Regions from separate parts of the Zea mays genome. Here all the other regions are linked to region 1. Evidence: chromatin contacts called from public Hi-C data. All regions are on one chromosome and are shown on one strand. The core of a region is the stretch at or near the end of the contact, and the rest is flanking DNA. Distances in the headings are between cores, read along the strand shown. Region 1 has its middle 56 kb from the start of LOC103644961. Region 2 holds the start of LOC109939366. Region 3 holds the start of LOC103639469 (pentatricopeptide repeat-containing protein, chloroplastic-like). Region 4 has its middle 31 kb from the start of LOC118476060.

The links. Hi-C and Micro-C count contacts between places; a contact is called where the count stands out from the background.
Region 2: a contact with region 1 is called in a Hi-C map of ear, with 3 times the contacts expected there. The contact joins the promoter of LOC109939366 here to the enhancer-like site in region 1. A contact is called at or near these places in 3 of 25 Hi-C or Micro-C datasets (ear, endosperm and tassel).
Region 3: a contact with region 1 is called in a Hi-C map of ear, with 2.0 times the contacts expected there. The contact joins the promoter of LOC103639469 here to the enhancer-like site in region 1. A contact is called at or near these places in 2 of 25 Hi-C or Micro-C datasets (bundle sheath and ear).
Region 4: a contact with region 1 is called in a Hi-C map of bundle sheath, with 3 times the contacts expected there. The contact joins two enhancer-like sites. A contact is called at or near these places in 2 of 25 Hi-C or Micro-C datasets (bundle sheath and ear).

Annotation. Positions count from the first base shown.
Region 1 is chr1:151,070,242-151,075,908 of Zm-B73-REFERENCE-NAM-5.0, forward strand. No RefSeq gene overlaps it. Among protein-coding and RNA genes, the nearest start is that of LOC103644961, 56 kb to the right of the region's middle. Within about 2 kb of position 3,625, at least 20 of the 20 cell types and tissues checked have an H3K27ac peak or open chromatin away from gene starts, as enhancers often do. A contact at or near this core is called in bundle sheath, ear, endosperm and 1 more, where this site is marked.
Region 2 is chr1:150,715,008-150,720,674 of Zm-B73-REFERENCE-NAM-5.0, forward strand. It overlaps LOC109939366, which reads left to right and starts at 2,608. Exons shown (of 3, transcript XM_020546485.2): 1 at 2,608-2,697; 2 at 5,537-5,667. The coding sequence starts at 2,666. LOC100273814 reads right to left here and starts at 2,803. Exons shown (of 2, transcript XM_020546492.3): 1 at 2,439-2,803. The coding sequence starts at 2,779.
Region 3 is chr1:151,399,708-151,405,374 of Zm-B73-REFERENCE-NAM-5.0, forward strand. LOC103639469 (pentatricopeptide repeat-containing protein, chloroplastic-like) reads left to right here and starts at 2,406. Exons shown (of 4, transcript XM_008662223.4): 1 at 2,406-4,860; 2 at 5,340-5,553. The coding sequence starts at 2,909.
Region 4 is chr1:151,333,014-151,338,680 of Zm-B73-REFERENCE-NAM-5.0, forward strand. No RefSeq gene overlaps it. Among protein-coding and RNA genes, the nearest start is that of LOC118476060, 31 kb to the left of the region's middle. Within about 2 kb of position 2,783, at least 20 of the 20 cell types and tissues checked have an H3K27ac peak or open chromatin away from gene starts, as enhancers often do. A contact at or near this core is called in bundle sheath and ear, where this site is marked.

The sequences.
Region 1 (5,667 bases), core at 2,375-4,874:
TCGATCCGGAGAAGAGGGTATTTGTTCTTGATAGTGGCCTCATTAAGCGGTCTGTAGTCCACACACATTCGTAATGTCTGATCCTTCTTCTTGACAAAAATTGCGGGACATCCCCAAGGTGATGAACTAGGCCTAATGAACCCCTTCTCAAGCTGGTCTTGGAGTTGAGTCTTGAGTTCTGCCAATTCATTAGGTGGCATTCGGTACGATCTTCTAGAAATAGGAGTCGTATCGGGCTTTAGTTCAATCACAAATTCCATGTCACACCCGGTTTTAAGGGACAAAGTCGGGTGCATCTCATACATGCGCCAAAGAAGACAACATATATAATAACAGTGTGTATAGAGATAAATGTCACAATATAATCAGAGTACTTATTACATAGCAGAAGTCTTACAAAATAAAAGGTAAATATAAAAGGATCTAAAATCCATCCTTGGTGCCAGAAAGTCAACTGGGAGACGCCACCTAGATCGAATCGAACTCCTCGTTGTGTGGCTCCTCTTGAACCACATGTTCTTCTCCTGTGGGGGGTGTGAGACAGCACGTTGTGGGGAATAATGTGCATGAACTCGCTAAAGGTGGGAGCTCATGAAATGTAAGGCTTACCAAAGAAAATGGTTAAAGCTGAGCATTGCTTTTAAAGTTGGTCAAAATTTTATTAGCAATTACTAGATGTATGTAAATACCAAACCATAATAATAATAGAACAAAATTAATAAATAATCCCATGCAAATGCAAATGACAAATTGAATTTAAGTTACATAAATTAATCATGCGAGAGTCCTGAGCTCCTCATGATCGTGAGCTCGGCTAGTATACCAGTTTTACACTCTACAGAGGTTGTACCCTGTACCCACAAGTCGTGTATCCCATGTCGCCAAGGTTTGCAAGGCCCTTAGACACTACCGAGGTGAATGGCTAGGGATCCACTACGAGGCCTTTACAAAGTTCCACTAGCTTCCGAAAACCCGCTATAGTTTATGGGAAGAGCACTTGCAAGAATCCCCCGTCTAACCGCCATCGCAGCAAAATCAACCCGAGAACCTCCTTGCATGCAACTCCCCTACTGCCCTTGCTCCTTTCGGGTAAGGTAGTCTTCCACTAGCTTTCCTAATTAGTTAGCCAAGGGGTCCCATTCCTAACTTATGGTGGCACATGTTTCTCAAGTTAAGCTCCATGTTCCAATTAAAAAATATAATGATCTTGACATGAACATAAATAATATAACAGAATAATTGGAACATGGATATAATGAAATCTTAACCGAAAACCATATAAAGCAATAGCATAGCTACCCAAATGATTCAAGGGTAAACAAGGGAAAAATGATAAACAAACTAGGGTGACCTATTGGGTCCCATCAATATTAAACATATGCATTGAATAGTGATAATAAAGAACATTATTGGGTAACAAGAGTGGATCAAGGGCACAACTTGTCTGACACTTGAGATTCCAGTTACTAGGGTGATCTTCAGGAGGAAAAAAATTTGCTGTCCGGCTATAAAACAGGATGTTTGCAGCCCCTCATAAAAAGGAGGATAGACCCCACCTGCAGATCCACTAGGTAACGTTTTATTTGTGTTATTGACTTGCGGGTGGGACCTATCCACCTTTTTGTGAGGGGCTGCAAACATCTTGGTTTGCAGCCGGCTGCAGCAAATTTTTTTCCGATCTTCAGGTCCTCGTGACCTCACTACTAGTCGTAACAATACAAACAAATATGATATTGACAAAATTAACATCACACCACAAATAAGAACAAAATGTATAACAATGATCTACGCGTTGCTAGGAGATCGCGGGATCGAGAACTACTAAGATCGGAGTCACGATTTAGGAGTTATGATTTTATAGAAGATCTGTGTGATTAAAATATTAAACTATATTATGAATTGGTTAGGATAGATCATAAGAGAGGTTATTCTCTAAATAATTATCTCAACTTTAATCTAAGTTATAAATTGACCAGAAATTATATTTTGGTAGATTATAATGATAAGTAGATTAACAAGACTAACCAACATAAGTTAAATAAAAGTCTAATCATAAAAGAATAAGCTATGGTATAATAAATGTTGTTATTGCATAGTACATATTTATACGGAGCTAACACAACTTGAACGAACCAAATCGGAATTAGAACTAAGAACTTATAAATTTCCGGAGTTTTTGAGTGTTGGATTAAAAGAAACTAAGTGTATAATTTCTAATCTATGTTTCATGACAAAACGAGGTTACTAAGTGATAAACAATATTATTATGAATTATTGCAACTGGAAGGGATCAATTCAGAGTTAAAATGAATTTTCCACGAATTAAACAAGTTTTTAGATTTATTTTAATACTAAAAATCAATTTCTAGGATTTATTCATGAATTTTAATAGAATTTGGACCGAGCAAACAATATTCCGAGAGCTCAGGGTTCCAAATATAAATACCAGGACCAAACCGTGAGGTTTCTTCAATAGACGCAAACTGCGGGTTAAATAAAAACAACGACAGGGGCTCTTTAAGAAATTTCCACAACCGAAGGGGTACGGTGCACTATGAGCCGCCAGATCTAAGTTCAACGGTTAAGATTAGATTCAGTTTTATAATCGAACCGGTATACCGCGGCCACCCGATTTCCATCCAACGGCCCAAAGTAGATCGCGAAGAGGTACGCGATGCAGACCGTAGGATCCAACCCTACGGTTAGGATTTTGTACTAGCCGATCCAATCTCATACGCCCATCCACGATCGGACGAACCAGATCGGTTTGGCCGAAACGGTACGCGCGAGCCGATCCCAGCCACACATCCACGGATCTACGGTGCACGCGTGTCTTCCCAATCCCGCGCCCAGACACCAACCAAGCGGCGGCGCGCCAACGTTAGCGCGATGGCGCCCATGGCCGCCGAACCCACCACTACGCCTGGATGCACTACGCGGCAAATTGAAGGTGCTATATGACGCTAAGACCAACACGAACAAGATGGGACGAGATTCACCGGAATTAGCACGACGAAGACCACTGGTCACGGCGTAGAGCGGCTCAGGCGCGCCCTCCAACCACTGGCGAGAAATTCGCTTCACCCTGCTCCCCAATCGTGCCAGCCGAGGGAACCACACGCACCAGAGTGCCTCAACGAAGGCTCCCAACCCCTAGCCGAGGCCGAGGCGACGGTCAGAGCACTAGTTCACGGCGACGACGTCTTCCAGCTCTCCCACGCGGCTGCAAACAGCGGAACGCCAAACTCCAGCCCGAGCTCCCAAGAGTTGGCATGGAGCGAATACGAGGGGCGAGGGGAGGTCCGGCGCTCGAGATTTATACACAAGCCGCACCAAGTCCGCGCCCCAGGGTGCCATTATCGGGCGACCAGCTCGACCACGGGGGTTGAGACTGGGCTGACAGTACTGCTTATCTAGCCCCACCCGTAGACGGCTAAGAGAGGAATCATGGTAGCTAAAACACGGGTAGAAGAGATTTCGGCAATCGGTCGTAGGCGTTGAATCTCGGATCGATACGCGCTCAGCTGAGTTTGTTGGAGGGAAGCAGATGATTCCGACACTCTGGACCCACGTGAAAGCGAGGGAAGTCAACCAGAGCGCGCCACCTGAGACTGCCCACAGGGGCCCAGTCGTCAGCGCCGTGGGGAAGGTTGGGTAGCGGGTCGCGCAATAGAGAAGGGAAATGGGCCGCTAGCGTGGATGAGGCCCAACGCGAGTTTCCCCCTTTTCCTTTTTCTTTTAATTTTATTTTCTGTTTTTCTTTACTCATAATTCATTTGAATTTAAGTTTTGAATTCAACTTAAGTGTAAATTCAGTTTCATGTTAACTATGCAATCTGGTCACACTATCATGTGGTGAAGTTTATTTAATTATAATATTGTTTTATATTGAATAATATTTCTCGCCTTCCTTCTCTATTTTCAATTCCTTTCATATTTTGTATTTCTATTTTGAATTCAAATTCACATTTTGAATTAAATGTAAACATAGTTCAAACTTAGAGTACATTTAAGTGCTCAAACAAAAGCTCCAACTTGTTATACATAGTTTACTTTGTTTTATATCCATTATTTACTTTGTCAAAATGAGATATTCCCATATTATTCCTTTTTGACATTACAAAATTTCTAATTTGCAAACTAGGTCTTAAATCCAAATGTGAATATTAATGTATTTCTACTAACATTATTATTATTACTGTTAAATGCACACATAAATAAACTCCCACATGATGCAATAGATTTATGTTTATTTTAATTATTTTATTTATTTGATAGATGTTAGAAATATGAAACATTCTCCTATTGTTTTCTTTCTTTTTAGAAAAGAAATAGTATTTTGAATGTGGGACAATGAGTAAAAGTTACTTCAAAATTTAATATCCTTGTAGATAAATGTTTATGGTGCATCATTTAATGATATGCATAATTATTTAGTTGAATAGAAAAACTTTTCTATTACTTCTTTTCTAAAATAATTCTTGGTTTTCAAAATTTAGTTCTCAATTTTCAATACTCAAGTATATTTTGAGATATCCGAATTTACTATTTCATTTCTTCATGTGTTTATTTTATTATTATTATAGTTTTTTTATACAGATTTTGGGCCTTATATTCCATATCCCTTTCCGGAGGCAACCCAGGTAAGTCTTTAGGAAAGACATCCGGGAATTCACATACCACCGGAATATCCTGGATTTCTTGCACGATAGCTTCATAAACTTGCCCAGATGGTTTGACGGGGACAGCTACAGGGATAGACAATTGAATCTCTTCATGGCCATGGCTCAATTTGATGGTCCTTAAGTCTGTATTGATGATGGCCTTATGTTGGGCCAACCAATTCATGCCCAAGATTACATCTATGTCTTAACCATTTAAAACAATCATGTTGGTAGGAAATTCCCGTGCGGCTAACGTTATTGGTATGTGGAAGGCTACTTCCTTAGTAAATATCTATCCCATATGTGAGTGGATAATAAACCCTTCCCTTGATTCAGTGCAAGGAATGCAATGCTTTTCCACAAAATTCTTGCTTATGAAGGTATGTGATGCACCAGAATCGAAAGAGAATAACTGATGGGTAATTGGCAACAAGGAACATACCCATCATTACCGGCTCGCCCTCCGGTGTTGTAACCACTTGGGTATAATAAATCCGTCCAGTTTTCTTGAAGTTCTTGCTCGTTGAAGTATTAGTCGTGTTCCCCTTTCCTTGGTTGGAGTTCCCAGAGTTCTGTTGGAAATTGGTTTTATTTTGCTTCGGGTATGGGCAGTCCTTGATAAAGTGTCCGGACTTTCCACAGTTGAAGCAACCAGTGGAAGAACTAGGGAGAGCATGGAAACGAGTACCAAGGGCACTCGGTTGATTGGTAGGAGCAGGGGCAGTAGTGGGACGAATAAAGACATGCTGCTAGAATGTATATGAAGGTGGGTGAGACGAAGAACGATTTTGATTAAAAGGTCGGATCACCAACCTGGTTCCCTTCTCAGACCCTTGATTTGACCTTTCACCTCCAAACCCCTTTGATTTTCCAGGTCCTGCATTTTTGGCTTCTACTGCCAGTGTTGTACTGACAGCCCTACTGTAGGTAAGGTCCAAGCACGTTGCCATTTTCTGCTAAAGCCTGTCATTAAGTCCCCTCATAAAACAATTCTTTTTCTTCA
Region 2 (5,667 bases), core at 1,358-3,857, 360 kb before region 1:
TTTTCCTAAATGGGCCATTGTCGCTATTGACAAGATTAGAAGAGGCTTCTTGTGGACAGGTAGAAAGGAAGCAAAGGGTGGGCATTGTATGGTTGCTCAGGGAAAGGTTTGCATGCCTATGAATTTGGGAGACTTGGGAATCTCGAGTTTCCCAGAGCTGTGCTGGGCTCTCCGAATGAGATGGCTCTATGGTTGAAGAAAACTGACCCTACCCATCCATGGGCTGATCTTCCAATTAAGGTGCCATGTAAAGCCAAATCCTTCTTCTCTGTTGTGCTGACCACTGTAATTGGTAATGGATCTAATACCTTATTCTGGGTGGACAAATGGATCAATGGAAGAAGTGTCAGACTTTGCCCCAAGGCTGTTTAGCATAATCCCAAAAAGAATAACCAGCAAAAAGAACTGTGCAAGAAGGCCTGCTAAATAGGAGGTGGATTGGGGATATTAAGGGTGCTCTAACGGTGGGAGCCTTAGCGGACTATCTGCACCTCTGGAATGCTCTCTCAGTTCTATTTTTGCAGCCAGATATTGAGGATAAACATATTTTCTCTATTGCACCTAATGGCAAATACTCTGCGAAAGTTGCTTATAGTGGTCTATTCTATGACTTGTGTTTTTGCTCACCACAAGCAGATATGGAGGTCTTGGGCTCCCTCTAAATGTCGGTTCTTCTTGTGGCTGGTAGCTCAAAATAAATGTTGGACTACAGACCGTCTTGCAAAAAGAGGCATGAATCATCCAGTCAGATGCCCTCTCTTTGATCAAGACTTCAAAACTATCATCATATGCTGGTATCCTGCGTTTTCTCTAGAGTCTTTTGGTACATCGTCTTAAGGTTTTTTGGCCTGCACAGTTTAGCACCTCAACAAGGAGATATCAGTTTTTTGGGCTGGTGAGAAAGGGCTTCAGATCAGGTCACGGGTTTGAGGAAGAAAGGGTTGGATTACCTCCTCTCTCTCTTGGAGCGTGGTTGATCTGGACCCATAGAAATAGAGTGGTTTTTTGATGGAGTGGCTCCTAACCTCTCTCTTCTCCTACAGACTGCACATGAGGAGAGGGAGAAGTGGCAAGTGGCTGGTGCCAAGGGATTATCCTTCCTGGCTGCCCCGCTCTCCACTTCTTAGGGTCAGATTCAGATCTTCATAGGGTGTGTGTGGCTTATCCTTTCCTTATGGATTGTTTTATGTATGCTTCTGTGTGGCCTCCCTTCCCTTCTGTAAGGGTGCCTTGTATCCGGGGTTCTTTTCCCCTTCCCTTCTGCTATAATATATTGGAGTGCAGTTCTCCTGCGCTTTTCGAGAAAAAAATGTCACAAGAATATAGGTTTAGAGCATGCATCATTTGGACGTAGTTTTAAATGCAACCTGATTCCCAACCCAACCTAGGAAGGTAATACAACACAGCCATGCCCTTAAAACCATGTCTAGCAGTTAATTTCCTATGTTATGCAAAGCATAGAACCCTCAATCCATTCAGGTTTTGGATGAACACAGAAATACTGAGAAGTGAAGTACACAGAACAACAGTAAATGTACATTTTTCCTATTGCTACATTCAGGATATGTGATGTGCTTATGTACATCATGAAACAAACACCTAGTAAGCAAGAAGACTACACTCATCAGACAAACTTGTGTTAGGTTAGAAGCACCCTGGTCCCAGATTAAGGAGCAGAATTGCATCCAAATGATGAATATGAACAATGCAAACCCTCATCAACATGAAAACATGGTAGACCAGAAACTGCCTATGCGCCATCTAAACTCTAGAGGCAACAGTCAAGTGCAGCCAGAACCCCCAATCCAGTTTATTAACATCAGGATCAACTGCAATCTCAGTGCAGTTGATTCAAAATACCCTATTTGCATTCTAGCCCATCCCTGCTGACTTTGGATCCCTAATCAGACCACAAAAACTGAGTACAGGACATTGTTACACGCCAAAAGAAATCTCTTTGCATATACATTTGACTAGTCGGTATTTTCCCTGCAACAGCCACCATTTCTTTTTCGCCACCAGCATCCTTGTTGCATCGCAGGCCAACATATACCGGTGCATAACAATAACACACCAGAACTGTTTGCCGCGGATTGGATCAGTATTACCATTCCCAACTCCATGGCAGATTGGCAGACGACCCTTGCGTCCCTTGATCCAACCCAGGAACCAAAAGCAGAGACGGCCGCCGTATCCTCCGCCAAACCAAGCTATCTGCACGGCGACCTAACACGCTCGCCTTGCACACCATCGACACCGACACATAGATTCGCCGTGCCAACCCAGCGCGCCGGCGCCGAGGGGGAGCCAGATCCGAATGGCCAAGGCAACCGAAAGGGTAAGTTTTTTTTCCCAAAACGCGAGCAGGCGCGTAGCGGTGTAGGGTCAGGCGCCGGGAAAGGAAGTAAGAATCTGGGGTACGAAGAAGGGGAGCTCACCGCGCCGGAGATGAAGGGGACTTGCGCCGCCGCCGAGAGGGAGGGCACCGAGGGTAATTCGTTTTCGATCCGTGTGGGGTGGCGTATTTGCGGGGACGCCCTTTTAAAGGCCCGCCAAGGCTATTCGCGAGCGAGTGTCCGGTGCTTGTCGGGGGCTCTGGGCGTCTGGCGCTGACTACGGACCACAGAGCCACGGAAGAGAAGAGGCATGACCGCATGAGCTGTCCATGTCTTTGCAGGCTTTCGAGAACAAACAGAGGTAACAAAGCACACAACCTTAACTCGCCCTTACACAAGATTGAAAATTCCTTAACCACGAAGATGAAATAAATATATAGCATTTTTCAGAAAAACACAAACAGAGACGTCACATCAGGATTTAAGGGTAAATCCGGCCGCGTATTAAGGATGTGTTTGGTTGCGAGTCAGGACGGGATGGAACAGGACGATCCCACACACTAGACTGTTTGGTTGGGAGTCAAGGTTCAGATGAGACCGTCCCTACAAAAATATTATCACTAGAATATTGTCCATGTTCGTCCCTCTGAATCAGACGGATAATATCGTTCTTCTCGGGACAAGGCACCTCACGAGCCCTTCTCATCCACATCAGATCTAGCGCCGCCTCCTTCATCCCGCTGGCCGGCGAGCTCCTCAGCGCGGTGAGTCCTCTTTCCCCTCTACTCTCCTCTTCCCCTATGCTCTCCTCTTCCTCCAATCCTGCTGACCGGCGAGCTGCTCAGCAGGGTGCGGTGAGTCGCCTATCCTCTGCTCTCATTTTCCTCCTTTATCCCGCTAGCCGGCGAGCTCTTAAGAGCCAGGCGCGGTGAGTTCCTTTCCACTCTGCTCTCTTCTTCCCCTCTGCTCTCTTCCGCGTGGTGAGCCCGGCGCGGCGAGCTCTTCCCCCACAGGCTCGTGACCAGCAGACGCATCAGGATCAGGCTCCATGGACAACAGCTCTCCGACCCCTTTCTGATGCCTGATGCTTGGTGTAGTCGTGTAGGTGAGAGAGGGAGAGAGCCATGCTACAGCCGGCCAGCATCAAGGAAAAGTTCTTGTCAACTTGTACAGCAGTTCTTATTGTTTAGCCATGTAGCTGGTGCCTGGTGTAGCCGTGTCGGTGGTGTAGCATCCTTTATTTTTTTATCAAATCTACGACATACTCATCCACAAGCTATTGCTATTATAAATTAATCTCCTTATTAGTGAACTTAGCATCAGTTCTTGACTTACAAATCTACGGCATACTCATCGTTTATGGTTCTTGACTTACAAATGTACGACAGTTCTTGTCAATTTGTGTTTCTTGCGCTACTGAATTGTTTTTAGACTTGAGTAATGTAAATAATTCTATGCAAATAGTGTATGTAGATCATAATGTATTAATATGCAGATCGTAATTGCTATTAGTTCCTTTATATTTTGTTTGCATGAACACTTGATTGTACACCTATATATCAATTCTACATGATTGTTGTCTTTTTGGATTTGATGCTTACATGTAGATGGATAAGAAGACCAAGGTTATAGTTTGTGTTGCTGATGCACATAAGTTACTGTCAATGATGGCTATGATTATTCATTCTAGAAAAAGAAAACGAAATGCAAGGAGGATAGGGATTACCTATGCACCAATGCATGAAAGGGATAGAGTTATAATTGAATATCTCAACACAAAGATTTGGAGGGATGACACAACATGTATAAACATGATTAGAATGAAAAGGGCTTGTTTCTTTCACCTAACTAAACATTTTAGAGAGCGTGGTTTACTTTAGGACACTATCCATATGTGTGTTGACCAACAAGTGGCCATGTTTCTAAATACAATTGGGCATAACCTTAGAAATAGGTTGATTGGCACGAATTTTGGTAGATCTGGGGAAACAGTTAGTCGTTGTTTCAGTAAAGTTCTTCGTGCAATTGGTGAGCTACGGGGGGAACTAATTAGGCCACCTTCATTGGAACTCCAACCAAAATATCAAGGAACTACAGATGGGATCCGTACTTTAAGGTGTGAAACTCATCACTATTTTATTTTCAGGTCTATATTCATGTTGCACATACGGCCCCTAATGTTTCATGCTTGTATGGCCCTTAAACTAGGATTGTATTGGAGCTATTGATGGTACACATGTAAGAGCCACTGTTCCTAGAGATATGGAGCATGCCTTTCGTGGTAGGAAGTCCTATGCGACTCAAAATGTAATGGCGGCTGTAGATTTAGATCTACGCTTCACTTATGTGTTGGCTGGTTGGGAGGGAACAACTCATGATGCTAATGTATTACGAGATGCTTTAGAACGTGTGAATGGCCTTCGCGTTCCACAAGGTAATAGTTTCACTTATGTGCTTGTAAATGACTGTTTATGGAATTATGACCATAATATATATATTATTATTATATTTTAGGTAAATTCTACCTTGTTGGTGCGGGATATGGAGCAAAACCGGGATTCTTGCCTCCTTTCCGTGGTGTGAGATACCATTTAAACGAATGGGGCAATAATCCCGTACAAAATGAGAAAGAGTTGTTTAATCTAAGGCACTCATCTCTTCGTGTCACAGTTGAGCATGCATTCGGGTCATTGAAGAGAATATTCAAGATTTTAGATGATATCTCCTTTCTTCCCTTTTCCAACACAGGTCGATATTGTTGTTGCTTGTTGTATCATTCATAATTGGGTCATACAAGATGGGAGTGATGATTTTATTATACAAGATTCTAATTGGTCTAGTCATAGCCATGCTACATCTTTAGTTGGCCAAGCAAGTGAGCATGCTGCTATGGTTGCTTTGAGGAAAGGAATTGCAGACCAGATGTGGATAGACCATTAGAACTACAATGGAAACTAGTATCTTGTAATATTTGTAAGAACTATTTGTAAGGATGTTATGTTATTGCAAGGATGTATTGGCTACTGTCTTTTATCTGTAAGAACTATTTGTAAGGATGCTATGTTATTGTAAGGGTATATTGGTTGCTAATTTTAATGTTGCTATGTCATTGTAAGGAAGTATTGTTTGCTAATTTTAATGTTGTTATGTTATTGTAAGAAAGTATTGTTTGCTGATTTTTATGATCTTGATACTTGTAGGAAAGAAATGGAAGCTCAAGGCTTCACTAATGGGCATGCTACCTGGACATCAGCAATGTCCTCTTTCATGTTGTCCTACCTGTCCAATGTGGTGTCAATTGGCGAAAGGACATCGTCTGGTTTTAAGAAAG
Region 3 (5,667 bases), core at 1,156-3,655, 330 kb after region 1:
TCGAGCTTCCGGCCGAAACGTCGTGGGCCTCGTTCCCTCCGGTACACGGTGGCGGCTGTGATACAAACTCGGTTGTCACGGTCTCGCAAGGCTCTCGTCCCACTCAGTACAATTACAACGGCTAGCGCAAGAGCCGAGGGGTCGTGTGGTTTTTCTAAACTCACTCAACTAGCTAGGGTTCACGTAGAGCAAGCGCTAATGTGGTCTAACTAACCTAAGCACTTCACAAAGCACTTACGCTAATCACCGAGTGATTCTATTAAGCACTTGAGTGTATGAGCACTTGGAAATGTCTACACTATGCCTTTGTTATGTTACTTGGGCTCCCACACATTAAAATGTCCGGTTGGGGGTATTTATAGTCTCCCCCACAATTATAGTCGTTGGACAGAAGCAACAACTTTCTGTCGACAGGCGCATCGGACAGTCCGGTGCCCACCGGACAAGCACTGTTCACTGTCCGGTGCCCTGCCACGTCAGCTGACCGTTGGGGTCTGTAGCAGTCGACCGTTACCCAGACTGTCCGGTGCACACTGGACAGTTCGGTGTTACAGTCCGATGGTGCCTTGCTGCGTGTCCCTCTGTGCAACACCGGACTGTCCGGTGCACACCGGACAAGCACTGTACACTGTCTGGTGCGCCACCAGTGCGCTAGCTGACTGCCCACTTCATGGATTTCTTTGCTGTTTTCTTGGACTTCTTTTGTTCTTGAGTCTTGAACTTTTAAGCTCTTTTTGTGTCTTATTTTGAGGTGTTGCATCCTCAGTGCCTTAGTCCAATCCTCTTCGCATCCTGTGAACTATGAACATAAACACTAGCAAACACATTAGTCCACAGATTATGTTGATAATCAAACACCAAAACCTTGAGCCAAATGGCCCGGGTCCATTTTTCATACATTGATGATGATGCATCGTGTCGTTACCGTCCTGGCCCAATAGCGCTAGATTGGGACTTCCACCTTGTAGGGTTGACAGAGACTTGGTCGACCTCTCCGCTAGGGATGGCAATTTGACCCGTGGATTTGGATATCCACCGGATATCCGACCCGACGGAGCCTGATATGGATACATGTTTTGACCCGTGGGTCAGACCCGAATCCGACCCGAAGTCGGGTGGGCAGGGATTAGGATATTACATTCTATCCACGGGTTATCCGGTGGATATCCGAAATCAACCCATAGTGTATTTTTTGGCCTAGCCCATGTTACATAGTAAAGAACAAACTCTAACACAATGAACCCCACGCCTAACGCTCCCAATTTCCCACTGTTGGCCACCCCTTATAGCCTTGTTGGCTTCCTGCGTTGTGCCCCGTGGCCCTTTTCCAAGTCTCATAGACCGCCGCTGACGGTTGGCTGTTACAAGCTCTAGTGCCCCTAACCGAGGCCCGCAGGCCCATAATAATTCTTTTATTAAGTTCTAATTGTGTATGATGGTGAACTGGGAAGAAATTTGACTAATTATGCTATTGAATTGTTGAATAAATGATTGTGTCTATTATATCCGATGGATATCCGAAACCAGTCCAAAATCCAATGGACACGTGCATGGATATAAATTTCTACCCGCGGGTATGTCGCGGGCGAATATTGGTTGCAATCGCGGATGTGGTTGCGAATGGATATTTGCAATATCCGATCCGAATCCGATCCGTTGCCATCACTACTCTCCGCGAGTGGGAGTGGCTACAGCGATTCACCATCTAAGATTGTGTTCAGCGGTTCCCCCTAAATCCCACTCACGTGTCACGTCAGCGTTCTCTTCCCCCTATATCTCCACGCTCTACAGCGGTTCCCCCTATATCTTCCCTATACCTCACTATAATCATAAAATATTATTTTTCATGTCTATTCATTATCTATTCTTATTTTTTACCAACTAAGAAACACTCAAGTGCACACAAAACAACGACGAATAGTGCAAGAGGAAGCCGGCGGCTGCCCCAGATCTGTGGAGAAAGAAGGTTGCCCCCTTGCACTGTACCAGGTAGGGGGCCGTTTAGCGCCCAGATCTGTGGAGAAAGAAGGTTGCCCCCTTGCACTGTACCAGGTAGGGGGCCGTTTAGCGCGTGCCGTTATAGCTCACGCATCACCCTAAATTGCTACAGGGGTAGGAGAGGGGAGGTCGGCGGGCGTTGAAAGCAGTTTAAGCAGCCACCTGGCCACATAACCCAAGCATCCGCCACGAAACACGCCAGCTCAGCTGTGTCACGCTCATGTTTCGCCAACGTCGCCGAAGCAAAGCGCCTCCTCGTCCTCCAGACCTCCACGACTGCATGCAGGTGGGGCCACTGGGTCCAGCATGTCAGTAACTCAACCCACGAAAAAAATCTGTACGAAACGCGGTAGCTAGAGGAGGAAATGCTTCGAGGTGAATGAGGGGCCCACGCATAAAAGTCCAATTCTTTGTTCACTTTTTTTCTTGGCGTCTTATCTCTTCCCTTCTCTGCCTCGCTTCGCTTCCTACCCACGCCACGCGTGTGTTCTTGGCAGCCACCCAATCCCCGCCTCGCGAAATCAGACGCCAAATCCCCTTATCTTATCATCAAATCGATCGCCAACGGGCATGATCTGATGGCTCCCTCATCATAGCCTCTGCTGCTGCACCGCAGCAAAATGGCCCTGGTTTAGTTTAGTCCTCAAGATCCCGCCTTTCTGGTGCTCTGTTTGGCTAGTGTCGTGCCGCCGCGCGAGGACCCGGAGATTCGATTCCGGTCCGGTGTATCTCTAGGCTGCTTGGTTTGGGTTAGGATTTAGTGGGCAGGGTTGTGCAGCTGGTGTCTCGTGGAGGAAGAATTTCGTGGGAGGATTTTGACCGGGTTTGGGCAAAGAGCGCGCCGTTCGGGAGGAGGTGATTCTCGCGTGGTTGCGTGCTTTGCTGGGAGTCTGCTGCGGCCACCGCCGGTATGGCGACGCACTTCACGCCGTCGCAGGCGCACGCGGCGTCGCACCACGCGGCGCACCACCACTCGGCGGCCGCCGCGGCGGCGGTCACGGCCACGGCCACCGCGCGACTGCACCCGTCCGCGCCGCCGGCCTCGGCGTCGGCCGCGGCCGCGGCGCTGTGCCCGCCACACCTCCTCGCGGCGGCTTCCCCGGCCGCCTCCTCCTCCGCGGCGTGCCAGCCCGCCCACAGGCCTATCTTCGTTGGCCACGGCGCGCCGTGGGCGCAGCAGCCCCAGCGCACCGCGGCGGCGGCCGCCGCGCTCGGTCCGGAGTTTCGGCGCGCGCGCACCACCAAGACCATCTCCAAGCGCACCCGTGGCGGCGGCGGCGGAGGGGGCGCACAGGACCGCGGGCGCGTGTCCTCAGCCGCCGCGGGTCGCTGTGTCGAGAAGCTGCTCCGCGTCGCGCCTGAAGATAGGCGAGGGCTTGGTTCGGCCCTCTCGTCGTTTCGGGGCGAGCTACTTGGTCCTGAGGACTACTGCCAGATCCTCCGGGGGCTCGGCGACAGGGATAAATCTGCACTTCGTGCATTCGAGGTGTTCTATGCCGCACTACCCTTAGTTGGGGGTGGTGCTGTTGACAAGGGAAAACTTCTGACTGCCGCCATTGGTGCACTTGGCAAGATGGGCCGGCCAGACCTCGCGAGGAGGGCTTTTGATACTGGCATTGCAGGGAGCTATGGCAATACGGTGTTTGCGCACTCTGCGCTTATCTCAGCTTATGCCAGGAGTGGGCTTGCAACTGAGGCCATGGGGGTGCTTGAGTCGATGAAAGGTGCAGGATTGCGGCCTACCACGGTATCATACAATGCAGTGATTGATGCATGTGGAAAAGGGGGTGTTGACCTTAGGTTCACACTTGGATATTTCCGTCAGATGCTGCAGGATGGGCTCTGTCCGGACCGTAAAACATTTAACTCACTTCTTGCTGCATGTAGCCGGGCTGGGCATTTGGAAGATGCTCGCACTGTCTTTGATGAAATGATCCATCTTGGTAGTGGGCGTGACATTTACACTTACAACACATTCGTCGATGCTATTTGCAAGTGTGGCAACATGGGGCTGGCTCTGCAAGTTGTATTGGATATGGAAGCAAACAATGCCAAGCCAAATGTCGTTACATATAGTACGCTTATGGATGGATTCTCCAAACTGGAGAAATATGATGAGGCACTCAAGTTGCGTGAAAAGATGAAGTCTTTGAGAATACAACTGGACCGAGTTTGCTACAACACCTTACTGGCCATATATGTGAAGACAGGGAAATATGATGAAATTGCTACTGTATGTGAAGAAATGGAGAAATTGGGCATTGAGAAGGACACTGTTACTTACAATTCCTTGATTAATGGATATGGAAAGCAAGGACGCTTGGACATGGTCGCTTTCCTTGTTCAAGATATGCGGGCGCAAGGCGTAGCTCCTAGTGTGCTGACATACTCAACTTTGATAGATATCTATTCGAAGGCAGGAATGCATGGAGATGCATTTAATGTCTATTTGGATTTTAAGGAGTCTGGTCTAAAGGCAGATGTTGTTCTGTTCAGCTCTTTTATTGATACTTTGGCCAAGAATGGCTTGGTTGAGTGTGCTTTGTCTTTGCTTGATGAGATGATGAAGATGGGTATCAAGCCAAATGTTGTAACCTACAACACAATCATTGATGCATTTGGCAAGTCGAAGATTTTTACTGAGGAGGATTCTGATATTGGTGACATGGGAATTGTTGGGGTTTATGGTGGCCAGGTTGTAAGGGTCACTAATCCAGTGATAAGAGGAGGGCGCTCTGCCACTGATGTTAGGATGAGGAGGTCACAGGAACTATTTTTCATTCTGGAATTGTTTCAGAAGATGGTCCAGCAGGGTGTACGGCCAAATGTTGTAACATTTTCTGCGATCCTGAATGCTTGCAGGTACTCTTCATCATTTCATTGGAGACTTCAGATGCCACTGCTGTTGTAGCTCTTTGTATCGTGCCAGTGTTTCTATAAAAATACACTGTGTCAGTCGTAAATGCAACAATTGCCAATGTGTTAACCTGGACATTAAACTGTATTTTAGCAGCTTAAACTAGGTAACTTCGATTTTGGAATTATGTTTGCACTGACTAAACTTCAGCTTTCATGTATTTCATTAATGCACAAGATTACTCTATATTCTACAACCTGTATTTTTTTAATACTAGAAAAGGGTGTCCTAAATGTGTCCTTGCCTTATTCAAAAGAAAATTAATACTAGAAAAAGGTGTCCTAAATGTGTCCTTGCCTTATTCAAAAGAAAAAGCACATAAGTGAAAGACGACACTGCAAATTCGTATAGAAAATCACGTTTACATAAGTGTGCCTCTTTAAGTTCTGTGTGGTTCTAACTATTTGCTTTGTTGTTCTTGTAGTCGCTGTAATAGTTTTGAAGATGCAGCCCTTTTACTGGAACAGCTTCGCTTATTTGATAACTCTGTCTATGGGGTTGCGTATGGGCTTTTGATGGGCCATCGAGAAGCTTGGTCTCAAGCACGGTCCCTCTTTAATCAGCTGGGCCGCATGGATTCTCCAACATCTTCTGCCTTTTACAATGCTCTTACCGATGTGCTATGGCATTTCGGCCAGGTAGGTTTACTCCTTAGCGTACACATGGATCCAAGTGCAGTTATTGTATATTAGGATTATGAGTTCAGTATTTTTTTTGTCATAATCCTATTTTACACTGATAATTTTTTAGAA
Region 4 (5,667 bases), core at 1,533-4,032, 260 kb after region 1:
ATATTCCTATAAATGGGTTTTAAACCTAAATTGGTGTCTTAGACCAACTCGTCCGTGAAACCACGACCCAGCCTATGTTATAGGTTGCCCAACCCATTTATCCCAAAAGCGAAGTAAAACTATGTTTAACCTACCTATCCCATGTACCCGCAATTGTTACCCCAACTCAGATAATGGCATCTAACACCATGACGGATGGTCCCTGAATCAGACCCAAGAAGAAGGTTAACCTCGACAATGAAGGATATGAGTAGAAACATATATTCAGATGAATCAAGATCCACCACCCGGAATAAAAGTCTCCCTTACCTAACTTTCCCTTATCCTCCAAATCTTCTCCACACTCACCTAATAGCTAAAACCTGAGTTACCCTTGTTTTCTATGCCACACCTGCTAATGGCATGAAGAATTTTAGGTGTATAAAAATATACTAATTGGAAGTTCTACTTAGATAAAAAAATACAGATACTAGAATTTCATACAGATAAAATCAGCTTGATATGCTTAACTAAATGATATTCTTAAATATGAGTATAAAATCTAATGTGATATAAGCTAATATGATCCAATCTAGTGAGAATTACTTAATGCTGGTACAAAAGGATAAGGTCATACTCCTAATTCACTAAAGCCTAAATTGGTGACTTAGATCGACTCGGCCATACCCAACCACTTGACCTACATAACAGGATACATAACTAATCCCATCTAGCATATAGCTGCCTACTAAACCCTCTGCCTAGTTGTTACCTACTGATCTATCTTAATCTTTTGTCCCAAACCCGGATGGAGACACCAAAGCTCAAGTAGGAAGAGATCAATCTTATTAAAGAGAAATATGAGTCACGCTAGACCCCAAAGGAAGCTAGATTATGCCATAGTACACTCATTCCATATGACCTACCCACTAATCATCTGTTCTTATCTACAAGTCATCTTAATTATATATCCCTAACTTTGGTGACGATTCTAAGGCCGAAGATCGAAGATGATCGACCTCATCAAATCAAGGTAGGATAAGATTCAAGTCAGATCTTCAAAGGAATCAAGATCCACAATCTTGGATGGAGCCTTTCCTTACCGTACTCTTTCTTACCCAAACATATCTATGCTTTAAACACATCTTTTATGAAGTGGCTATACCCGTATATATACCCCTGCTTTCCTAATCACCTAATAATTTGTGATGTAAAAAAACTTTTGGTATTAAAACCAATTAGAAACTAAAATATAGACTACAAACCAAACTAGTTGCATTCCCTTTCTTATTAATCTGGAGGACAAGATTTCTATTAAGGGGGTAGGATTTGTAACACTCAATCTTAACTTGAGATTTAAGGGAATCCTTTAGATAGAAATAATAATAATAAATATAATCATCAAAATAGGTGCTCTTGAAAAAGACTGAACTTTAGAATTCACCCTCTATGAAGTAAATGCTCATAATAAAATAAGATTAGCTAATCATATCCTAATGAAGATTAGACAATCGAAAAATGTTTTCTATCAGGACAAAGGGATATGAACTTCAGAATATACCTTTTGACTTGACTACACACCCGAAATAATATACTATTGAAATAAATGTGATGTGTATTTCATGTTAAAAGCATTATCTAAAATAAAATAATATAATAAATAAAGCAACTAAATATATTAATATAATTGTTGCACATCATATTGGAGTTTTATTGGTGCACTAAACTTGAACTTAAATTTAGAACAGATTTGAATTCAAAATTGAATTGAGAAGAGAATAGAAAGAAAACAAAAAAAGAAAGAAGGCTACATATGGGACGATTCTGCTCAACCGGTTCACCTCACCTTGCCAGCCCAACATCTGCGTCGCACGCATCTGTGCCACTGCCGGCCGGGGCTCACTCGCCAGCGTCCTTCCCTTCTGTGGCGCTCCTGTGCCTGTGGTGCCTCTCTCTGTGACTGGCGGGGCCCATGTTGTCATCCCGATGCGCGCTCAACTAACACCCGAGGTCCGGTCGTGGATCTCCGTGGATCTCTGGCGGTTAGTTCGAGTGGTCCTGTGTATAAGACTGTGCCTGGGTGCGCATCTGAAGCCAGATGAACTCCACGCTTGGGTCGTGCGTCCTAACCCCTTTAACCTCATCACCGCCTGCTTGGGGAAAGGCCCGCCGTTGGCTCTGCTCTCGCCATGGCGGTTGTGGAGCCGAATTGAAGCCCTTGGACAATCGGTGGTGATTACCAAAACTGGCCACAACCTTCCACTGCGGGGAAATCCACCGTGAGGCCACTAATTTCTCGCCGTCGTTTCCCCTCCGCCGTGATTTCGCCTTGTACGTGGCTGGCCGCAACCAAGCATTGACTCATGGTAAGAAGCCTTCCTCTCGAATCACCTCGTCTTCCTCTGCGTGTAGCACGGGTTGGTGTAGGATTTGGGGCCCTGTCTCCGTCGGGCGGGGTGTGCCGGCGAGTTGCTCTGCCGCGGGGTGCTGTTCACCCCCGCTCTGCCGCATCGGGGTGGGGAAGATGTGCCGGGACCGCTGATTTGGTCGCCAACGGCCATGATCAGAGCCAGTGTGCAGTTCGGCCAAATCTTATGTGGGTCATCTGTTTGCTGATGGACGTGCGTGATCGGATGATGCGGGGGTGAATTGGGGACCCTAGATCAGGATATGTGCGGTTAGGATTTTAATAGTATGATTTTGAATCGCCACCGTCGGTTGGCAATCCTACGGGGGACATTCCATACCGGTTCGTTATGTGGACCTATTTAACCGCAGCCATGGGATCTTGATCCAACGACTCACATCACGTACCGGTTCGCTAGGGTAGTCCATCTAATCTGGGCCTTAGATCCTAAAATGGATGGCCTAGAGCCGAGCACGTTGAATCCGCGTGGTATTTTTGCAGTATGGGTCCTCAGGGTTTTCCACAATTAACCCGCGATCCCTGATGGTGATGGAATCATTTTAGAAAGGCCCTGAGTTTTGTAGGTTAGACCTTGGTGAACTCAGAAATTGTGTCCGCCATCCACCGGTCTGGTAATCTCAGAGAATAAAATCTAAAATGATTTTTAGAATGAAAATAAATATGATAAACTTAGGAAATTCATAACTTTCTCGTTTTAACTCCGATTTGACTCATTCAAATTGTGATAGATTTGTAATAAAGTTTACTACACTATGACAAACATCCCGTTGTCATATCACTTACTCTTTTAGTTAGTTATTTAATTACCCTATCTATATAGTAGATTAATATTTTATCAAAGTAGTCCGACTATGACTATTAATAACTATCGAATGACCTCTAATCAGGTTATAACCTATATTAAAATTGGAGTTAGTTATATCTTTTCTCACATGATTTATTTTAATCAACATAAAATATAGTTTCATTGATTAAATCACCTAAATCTTGGAAAAGCCATATCTTTGTAACCGTAGCTCCGAATTTAGTGATTCTCGAACCCACGATCTCGTAGCATCTCATAGATTATTATTATTCAGTTTGTACTTATGTTTGATGTGATGTTAATTTTGCCTATATCATGTTTGTCTGTATTGCTATGACTAACAGTGAGGTCACGAGTCACCTGAAGAGCAAGTTGGTACCTGGAATCTCAAGTCCCAGGCAAGTTGAGCCCTTGACCACTTTTATTACCCAATAATGTTCTTTATTATCACTTATTCATGCATAGGCTTAATTTTGATGGGACCCAATAGGTCACCCTAGACTGATTATCTTGTTACCTTGTTTACCCCTGAACTATTTGGATAGTTTTTGCTATTGCTCTATATGGTTTTGGGTTTAATATTACATTATGTTCATGTTCCAATTATACTATTATTTTATTTATTATTCATGTCAAGATCATTATTTTTAATTGGAACATGGAGCTTAACTTGAGAAACATGTGCCACCACAAGGGTGGAATGGGACGCCCTTGGCTGACTAACTAGGAAAGCTAGTGGAGGACTACCTTACCCGATAGGGGCAAGGGCAGTAGGCGTGTAGGGAGGTTCCCGGGTTGATTTTGCTGCGATGGCGGTCAGATGGGGGATTCCCGCATTGCTCTTCCTAGAAAATGTAGCGGGTTTTCTGAAGCTAGTGGAACTTTGTAAAGGCTTCGTAGTGGATCCCTAGCCATTCACCTCGGTAGTTTTTAAGGGTCTAGCTAACCCTAGTGACATGGGATACACGACTTGTGGGTACAGGGTACAACCTCTGCAGAGTGTAAAACTAGTATACTAGCCGTGCTCGTGATCATGAGCAGCTCAGGACTCTCGCATGATTAATTTATGGAATTAAATTCAATTTGTCATATGCAATTCATTGCGGGTGTTGTTATCAATTTTGATCTATTATTACTCTGGTTAGGTATCTACTTGCACTTAGTAACTACTAATAAAATTTTGACCAACTTTAAAAGCAATGCTCAGCTTTAATCATTCTCTTTGGTAAGCCTTACACTTCACATGAGCTCCCACCTTTGGCGAGTTTATGCACATTATTCCCCACAACTTGTTGAGCAAAGAACATATGTGAGCTCACCCTTGCTGTCTAACACCCCCCACAAGTCAAGAACAGGTACCGCAGGATGAGGCGCATGGAGGATGCTGAGATGTGTTCGTGAGAGGTCTAGACCGTCGTCTCCCAGTCAGCTTTGGGTTGCTGGATCGTTGTCTTCATATGATGTAATTATTTATTTATTTTATACAGAACTCCTATTATATAGTAAAGATGTGACATTTTTTCTGTACCATGAGTCATCATGTGTGTAAGACTTGGTCCTAACACACTTGGTGATTATTTCGCACCCGTGTTTTGGACCCCTAAAACCTAGGTGTGACAAGAAACGACTGTTTAACGCCTTGGGCAAGTCTTTGCCTTGTAATTCTACAAGTAGGCATTACTAGACATCACCTGCATGACCTTGTAAGGGCCTTCCCAGCTTGGCGACCACTTCCCAAACTTCCGGTCTTTGCTCCTTAGAGGCAAGACGGTCTTCCATACCAAGTCCCCTACCTAGAACGACTTAGCCTTGACCTTCTGGTTGTAAGCTTTAGCGACCATGATCTTGTCCTTTTCTATTTCTCCTAAGGTTGTCACTCTCTTGTCGGTCACTTCATCAATATTATACATCTTTGAATTATAATAATCACCGGCAGTTAGATCATTTTGCTTGGCGAACCTAACAACATTTAAACTTATCTCTACAGGCAATACTGCTTCCTACCCAAAGACAAGCTCAAACGGAGATACTTTAGTATCATGGTGTTTAGATATTCTATGAGCCCATAAAGTTTCAGACAAAATCTTATGCCAATGCTTAGGATGATCAGATATCTTCTTTTTTATTAGGCTAATCAATGTTCTATTACTAGACTCGGCATGTCCATTGGCCTGAGCATAATATGGAGATGAATTGAGCAATTTAATTTTATATAATTCAGCAAACTCACATAACTCCTTTGTCATAAAAGAAGCCCCCTGGTCTGTAGTCAAAGTCTGGGGATATGTTGAATTTATGAATAATATGCTCAGTTATGAACTCAATTACCTCCATGTGTGTCATGTTTTTCAGAGCAACGGCTTCAGTCCATTTGGTAAAGTAGTTAGTGGCAACTAACACGAACCGATACCCTTTTGATGATGAAGGATAAATCTCTCCTATAATGTCCAATCCA